Linked DNA regions of Danio rerio: all the other regions are linked to region 3. A link is a contact called in public Hi-C and Micro-C data. All regions are on one chromosome and are shown on one strand. Each heading gives the region's core, a stretch centred on a gene start, on an enhancer-like site or on the middle of the called end of the contact. The rest is flanking DNA. Distances are from core to core; before and after follow the strand shown.

Region 1 (2,700 bases), core at 24-2,523, 140 kb before region 3:
CAGACTTAAAATGTAAATACTGTCACTTGACAGATGCAAAAGACTTCGGCAAACAAATCAAGGTAAAGGCAAGAGCAGCTCGACTTGTGTATTTCATATTGAACTCCATTGTGTTATAAATGGGATTATTTATGTTTTTACTATAATAAGTTCATTATAAAATGTTAAAAATGATACTGCATCATTATTTAATATGTTTTAAAGCAATGATTTCTAGTTGTTTTTGATTAATACTCAAATAAATTGGAAATGCCAACAGCAAATTTAATGTAATGTGGTTTGGTATCTTTAACTTCAGCCCACAGCCCTCAATCAAGTTTGGTTTTTGACCCTTTATAAGAAAAAGTTAAAAGTTTGGACACCTCTGATGTATATTTTATTTATTTATTTATTTTTTAACATCTTATACTACTCTGAATAAAAAAAAAAAGACTAATGTGTAGTGAAACATGGATCTAGAGAAGTCGAGCACAGATGCACAGAGAGCAGAACAAATAAATGAAAGTGCCTATCCGTGACAATGAGCTGCCATAAGAAAACATTTTGGAAATCAGTGTATGATGCAGTAAACATATGCAGAGCAGTGGGATCCAAGTTTTCATGTCCCAAAATCCCAGAATGCACTGCGCTGTATAATGGCACATTCTCATTAAGATCTATTGCATAACATATAAGCAATTCCATGCAAAAGTTAACCTTGCCATGAAAAAAGTTTTCAACAAAATAGAGAAACCGTTTCGACATTTTTGTTAGCATTGTTAGCATTGTGTTAGCAAGTATTTCACAGTAGCCTAATTTAAAAATACTCAAAAATTTCACTGCTAATGTTTTCAAACAATTTTACCAAATTTCACATCAGCCACATCCATAACGGAAAAGTGTCACTTCCATAACGATGCTTCTTCCTCATAAATGTCAAATAAAATAAAATCATGCATTGTAGTTCTATAGAGAGCCAGCTCTTATTCTTTTGGGTTGTGCAGTTTAATTCACAGAATTCCTACAAGTATATTGTAAATTTGCAGACTTTTTTATTTTATTTTCCTCATTTAAAGTATGAAAAATGTTTACAGTTTAAAATTTTTCTGATCCTATAACTCTGTGGTTAGTTGTTTAGGAAAATATAAGCAGATGTTTCAATATATTGTTAGCAAATAGTTTCTATGTGAATTGATGTCTTGGGTTTATATTGCAAATGTCACATGCATAACGCTGGGATTGCTCCTATGCAGAATGGGCTATATGCACGCATTACTTCCGCGTTTTGTCTAAGGCCGCGGTCCAGCTTCCGGTCTGGGTGATTTTAAGCGGAGGTAAACAGTATTATGGCAGAGTCGTCAATATTTACTCGCTGTTTGCGAGTAAATTATGGTCAACGATGTGCAAATGATTGTCCGGATGTACTCTACAACACCGCAGAGCAAAGCTTGAGAAAGGTTTCAAGTTTTATGCATCTTCCTACCTGTGCAATTATGAAGGTAAGTTCAGCTAGCCTGAAGGCTAACTTTAGCGTTAATACTCTTACGATCCGTCCATCGGAAGCTTTATCACGTAAGTAAAAATAATCATATGTGTACGTAATTCTGTCTCATAGTGTCAGGTAAAAACAGGGCAGGAATAAGGTCTCAGTGAGAGCTCATTACTACCGATAGATCTATGAAGAAATCGGAGTCTCCTCACTAGCTGAGAGTAGGACAGCATACATGTGAAATTCTGTCCCATTCATACTTTTACTGTTCTAAAGTGACCACCACTGTTCAGTTCGGATAGTTACAGAAACACAGATGCTGTCTTAGCTTGTAAGCATGATTAATGAGCAAGATATATTAGGAATGAAATAATACAATGCCGTTCCATCCACAACAGACAAATAGCGCTGTGATTTATTGAACTGATTTATTGCTGAAACAGTGGAGATGACAGATGCAGTGTAACAGTGTAGATAGCATGCTTTCTATTTAGCCTATAACATTGTAATTAAATGGGAGGGTGACCCAAAACAATAAGGTGTCATTAGTTAATTTCACATCAACAATTTGTCTATTGCAATATTTATTAGTTTTTTATGTTAATGAACAAATGCTGATTCATTGTGCTTGTTAACTCACAATGTAATAGCTAATGTTAACAAGCATGACTTTGGATTTTTATTCATTAGTAAATTAGTTTAACAATGCTAACTATTAAATATTAAATAGTTATTTTAATAGTGAGCAAATACATTAACTAATGAAACCTTATTTTAAAGTGTGACTAAAGGGAGCTACTTTTAAATAATTTAAATTAATGATTTACTGTGTAGTTTAATCTGATGATATTGCTGCAGATGCCTTTCAAAAGAAGATATTTTGAAGAAAGCTGAAAACCTGTAACCATTGACTTCCATAGTAGGAAAAAGAACTACTATGAATATCAGTTGTTGCAAGTTTCCAGCTTTCTTCAAAGTATTTTTGTTTGTGTTAAACATCAGAAACAAACTCATACAGGTTTGGAACAAGTGAAGGATGAGGAAATAGAATTTTCAGTTTTGAGTGAAGTGCCTTTAATGACTCTCTTTAAAAACCTATTAATATTCTTGTTTCTGTTTTCTAGGTAACATTATGAGATTCAGAGCTAGAAAATTTTATGTGTTACTTAATCCTGGAGCGGACATCCGTCAGAAGATCCATGCCATCGTCTGCTAGTTAATAGCTCCTGCTC
Region 2 (2,700 bases), core at 179-2,678, 170 kb before region 3:
ACAATGGTGCACGTGTGTACATTTAACAACCTCCGGCTTCTCAGACTGGATCTCTCACTCATAATTAAGAGTGAAGGGGTATCCGACTAAAGATTGAAAATTCATCATAGCCGAGGTCTGTTTATTTAGGAAGTGAATTAAACCGATGCGGTTTACTTTAAGTATGAACACCGCGGTCTACACTTACTCTCAAGTTAAATTTAAGAGCTTAAATACTATTATGGATTAAATTTAAGACAAATGAGATGTCAAAATGACTTCTAATTGAACATGTAAATTAAAAGTACTATTAAAAAAAAAACTAGAAAGCACACAATGCATTTTTTTATACAAGTTACATTTTTAAACTTTACAACAAGACTAAACACACCATTAAAAGGATAGTCCACCCAAAATAGTGCCATTCTTCAAAACACAATTTGAGATTCATCTGTTGAGATAGTTTGAAGAATGCTGATTGAACACTACCATTTTAGAAAAACAGAAATAAACTCAAGTTTAAAACCACATGAGGTAGAGCATAGGTCTCAGACTCAATTCCAGGAGGGCTGAGGCTCTGCAGTTTTCAACCCTAATCAAACACAGCTGATCCAACTAATGGTGTTCATGACTCTTGAATGCCTTGATTATTTGGATCAGCTGTTTGATCAGGTTGAAGCAAAATTGTGCAGAGCTGAGGCCCTCCAGGAATTAAGATTGAGTCCCATGAGGTGAAGTAAATTCTCTGTGAACTATCCCTTTAAGCGAGAATAAGGTCTGAAATGGACTTTAATTAGATTTAATACTCATGAATAACCCTGTAATTGAGTCACACCTGCCAAGTACACTCATGCTAAAGGTAACTAACAATAGAAGTAATTTTCTCGTGTCTATTTTGTAGAATGGATGTGTATAGATGTGTATTATACATACAAAAAAGCTGACCAGTGTTTTATCACAAGGAAAATGAATGGGAACAATCAATATGGTCCATAAAGCTTTTAACACAGGATCGGCTTAAAATAATAGCCATGTGCTACTAGTAACTTACAATTAGTTTTCTTTGAGCAGCAGCTCGTTATATTAAGTTGTATTAGTAAGGGGAAAAGTAATTGTTTCATAACATACAGGTTATAAATAATTTTTTAATACTTAAATAATGTAATACTCGTTTATAAATGTTCTTAACGGAGCAGTGCATGCTATGAAGGGTGATGTAGCATCAGTCACTCACCCTTCCTCGGCCATTGTAGATTAGCGATGGATGCGAGGAGTTATTCCTGAAATAAAGACATAATATGATGGATATATTAATATCCGTTGCTTTGGATGCATCTCGGGTTATTTTAAAGGCAGGATGGTTAATATTTAAGACCGATTGTGTCAGAGATTTCAGAAGCTCGCCCTACCTTCCCTCTGACTGCGGGTAAAGAGGACGTCATAGTGTCGACAACATTGCTTTAAGCGCTAAAGGGCCCCGTTGGTGTTCAACTCATTGCCTGCGTGGAAAGCAACGGCACTGTTTATAGCGTTTTCATTGTGTATAGTTTTAGTGTTGCTGATTTATTTTATTCAATAAATATCGCTCAGTATCGTTTTAACATTTAAGTACTTTTTATTATTCTCGGTGAACAATACTTAAACGCACAACTAGGTGTTGCTGATGTGATGTCTACCATTTTGCACTATGTTGGAAAAGATATTTATAAATGGACATGATTTTTAGGCTACTTTTTCTACAATTTTGCATATAAATAGTGTCACCAGATGATTCGACTAGCTCTTTTTGGAAAGTATTTGATTTTAGATTTGCGTGACTTTGTAGGAGAGGGCATCACTTGATAAAATGAAATCTCATATATTATCTGATTATCTGCATAGAAAAATACAATTGATAGAAATAATATACACAGCTAAGTGCTTTGTGTTTTTTTGTGAGGTCTAAAATTTAATCATTAACTGTAAAATAACATTGCAGAGTCTGCATCCTAAACAAATACAATTTATCTTTGTTACAGCTGCAAATGTAATTCCTTGCTCCCAAAATTCACTTTAAAATGCAGGCAAATGATAGTCTTTCATTCTATAATGGTTAATGTTACAAGGACTCCACTGGTGCTGCTCCACTGTAATCACATTACAATGTTGATGCAGAAATTATATATGAAGATGCAAAAACCTCTAAAAGCCATCTGAAATTTTCTTCTAAAGTGAGCGTTTTTATCAGTCTCCAGTGTGAAGGTTCAGTAATTTCACTTTTTTGGCAAAGAATAAGTTATTTTCATTGTTTTCAAAGTGACATAACTCAACGTAAACAAAGTAGGCTGAGAATAATTCTCATTGTTGGTGGAAATTTCAGAGGGCCATTCATTCGGCGCTGGCATGCATCATGTGGGCCAAACATGTCCCGGGTTTAGCAGAGGTGGCACTGTCTTAGAGGCAGCACACAAGACCAAAAGTCAAAAATGTAGTGTTTGGCCCAGGTGTTAAAAAACTGATATGTGGGCCATGCAAGTCTGGCATCTTGACCCACATTTGAAATACATTTTAATTATTTTTGAGAAAAATTCTATCTATCAGGTCGCTTCAAGAATTAACTTGGCTGAGACTTGGCTCAGATATGGTCCATGTTTAGCCCTTGTCTGGAAGCCAGATCAAAGTCATGTACCAGATCAGAGTCACGTACCGTAATTAACGGTGGAATCTGAACCAAGCAATAGC
Region 3 (2,700 bases), core at 160-2,659:
ACTCTTATAAACTACGACCAAATTAGTTCATCCAATTTCCCTATAGTGCATGTCTTTGACTGTGGGGTAAACCGGAGCACCCAGATCAAACACAGAAATGGCAACTGACCCAGCTGGAACTCGAACCACCGACTTTCTTGCTGTGAGGCGACAGTGTTAACCACTGAGCCCCAAGTTGAATTATATTGAATTGCATTTGATGGATACATTTACATTTATTGAGTCCAAAAGGGAGGATTTGTGTGACCCTAAAGTGGTGAAACTGTTTAAAACATTGTATTCAGCTAGATACTGAGTGAAATTCATATTCAATCATCTCTCAGTAGCTAATCATTTTAAATCATGGAAGGATTAATTAGTCTGATATTATAGTCTGACATGATAACTAATATTGAACAAAATGCATTGCATTATTTGAGGGTTAATGCCATAGAAAGATTCAATTATTGATGATAAGCCATTTCTTAGAGAATTGCGCCCTCTTTTGGGCATTAGTCGGAATTGTTTTGTTTAGAAGCTATGATATGGGTATTTGAAATTGCAAAAACCTCGAAGTACCATCTGTAATTTTTCAGTTATTTCATGTTGAAAGCAATAAAAATAACTCATTATTTACCATAAAAGGGAAATTTCTTGACCAAGACATAAACCTGAGGCTGAGACAAATGGTAATATTAGATGAAAATTTGAGATGGCACTAAAAGGTTTTTGCATCTGAACTCTTTATATATTCACAATAGGTGTCCTTCTTTTTAGTGGTCACAAAGTAATTATTAAAAATAAGTAGGTTACCTGCTTAAGAGACTAAGATAATTTAAAACGGGTTTAAAAAATCATTAGAAACATTAGAAATTATAAAAACGTCTGTTGTAAATTTAAAACAATATATCTAGATATCATCTGTCAAGTAGCTAATCACTTTAAATTTATTAAATGAAAGGATTAAATGGAAGTTATTGTATATTATAATGACATAACTAATATTGAACATTGTAACATAAAGGGTTTATGACATAAAAAAATATATAAATATTGATGATAAAACATTTCTTAGAGAAGGGCGCCCTCTTGTGGATTAGTTGGAAAAATCTAGAACAAATATTGGTTAGTTTTTATGGCTATGTGCAAGTAGTCTGACTAAAATTAACGAACGCATTAAGATATAGACCTAGCCTATATAATATGTCTTTAAATAAACTGCAACATTGTGGTAGAAAACTACTGTTATAAGTATTGAAATGTTTTTTTTATAATTTAGGAAATTTATATCATAAAAAGGAACTGAGAAAAAACTAACAAAGTAAACAAACCTGCGCGCGCGGCGGTTCCTGACGTGGCGGCTCGAGGCGCGTCCACACCTCCTCTCGTGGGCCGCCGCTATTGGACGCGCAGTCTAATAATGCTAAACCACAGAGGCGCAGGTGCCAAAACCGAAACCTCCCGCATGTAAATTTCATATTCAGTTTTCAAAGCAACGCTTACACAACGCACAACACGCTAAGAGTTTCGACGATCTCTTCCCGTTTGTCTTTGTGAAGACAGTGAAGTCAGTCAGTGTTGATTTGATTGTACTGAAGTTCTAAGGTAAGATAGCCTACAGTAGGTTAAGATTAACATTTTCTGCTACATGATAGTAAATGTAGTGTTTCTATATTTGTAACTACAACATTTTAAAAAGAAGCAGTAGACTCTGTGCTGATGTGATGTGAAATGTGTTGTATGCAGTGATGCCCCAGCTCACGTCAGGTGTGATCTTGCAGCTGACGCTCCTGCTGTCCGCTTTACCTGCGCAGTATCTCATCTCCAGGTGGACAGGAAGAACCGCCACACAGCGACACATCGCCACTCAGACGTAAACAACACACAAACATAAAACAAGCTTTCATATAGCCTACAGGGGGGTGTGGGTTGGTGTCAAGTGTTTCGGTTATGTTTGTAATATGGCTCAGTGAACCACATTTATAAGCTATGTTTAATTAAATTAAATCTACTTTATTAATCAAACGTGTTATTATGTTTTCAGTGTTTTGAGGGATATTAAGTGGTCGTCAATGATATTTGGGATATTCAAATCTGTGACACTCACAGGTTTGCTTTCCTGCACGTATTAATAGATGACTGCTTGTATTTTTTTATTTCGCAGTTTAGCTTTCATGTGCGAGCCAGTGTATAGAATAAAAATCATGCATCTAGTTTTACAAACACCTGCAAACACCCTTTTTAAAGAAACACTTTTTTGTGAACACTTATTCTGTCTGTTGCTGCTCTAGATTTGCTGGTTTCACACCTATAAATTAATATTTCTGGCACAAACATGCCTTCACAATGGTATGAAACATTATAGGGGTGGTCAAATGTATAGGGAAGTTATCACCTATTTTAATTATTAAAATTATTTAAGATACAGATCAGAGCAAACTATTTCTTAATTATTAAAGGGCAGACCCCCACATACATCTTTAGGTGGGATAAAGCGTTAAATAGAGAGGTCAGACCGGTTCATTCCGCTGTGGTGACCCCTGATAAATAAGGGACTAAGCGGAAGGAAAATGAATGAATCATTAGTCGTGTGTAGTACTGACTGTGTGTATGAGCTGATGAACTTCAGCTTTGCCATCACAGATATAAGGAATTTTTTTTTAAATACGTGATCCATAAAACAATTTATTTTACATCATGAATAAATAAGATATACATTGA

Evidence for each region. A called contact is a pair of places that touch in the nucleus more often than the background predicts.
Region 1: a contact with region 3 is called in a Micro-C map of caudal fin, with 8 times the contacts expected there. The contact joins the promoter of si:dkeyp-79f12.7 here to the promoter of si:dkey-261l7.2 in region 3. A contact is called at or near these places in 3 of 18 Hi-C or Micro-C datasets (caudal fin, hematopoietic stem cells and an unstated tissue).
Region 2: a Hi-C map of hematopoietic stem cells shows a contact between it and region 3, with 4 times the contacts expected there. The contact joins the promoter of rps12 here to the promoter of si:dkey-261l7.2 in region 3. A contact is called at or near these places in 5 of 18 Hi-C or Micro-C datasets (caudal fin, embryo, fibroblasts and 2 more) and 1 of 4 datasets of contacts at active chromatin or transcription factors (caudal fin).

What each region holds. Positions count from the first base shown.
Region 1 is chr23:34,344,627-34,347,326 of GRCz12tu, reverse strand. It overlaps si:dkeyp-79f12.7 (a long non-coding RNA gene), which reads left to right and starts at 1,273. Exons shown (of 2, transcript NR_170130.2): 1 at 1,273-1,478; 2 at 2,593-2,700. All of the region lies in intron 2 of lca5 (lebercilin LCA5), which reads left to right.
Region 2 is chr23:34,373,085-34,375,784 of GRCz12tu, reverse strand. rps12 (ribosomal protein S12) reads right to left here and starts at 1,428. Exons shown (of 5, transcript NM_200046.3): 1 at 1,214-1,428. The coding sequence starts at 1,227. It overlaps lca5 (lebercilin LCA5), which reads left to right and starts at 650. Exons shown (of 9, transcript XM_073939207.1): 1 at 650-710. All of the region lies in intron 2 of zgc:153284, which reads left to right. It overlaps LOC137489192 (small nucleolar RNA SNORD101), which reads right to left and starts at 111; the gene lies at 36-111.
Region 3 is chr23:34,207,721-34,210,420 of GRCz12tu, reverse strand. si:dkey-261l7.2 reads left to right here and starts at 1,409. Exons shown (of 7, transcript NM_001386508.1): 1 at 1,409-1,584; 2 at 1,726-1,852. The coding sequence starts at 1,728.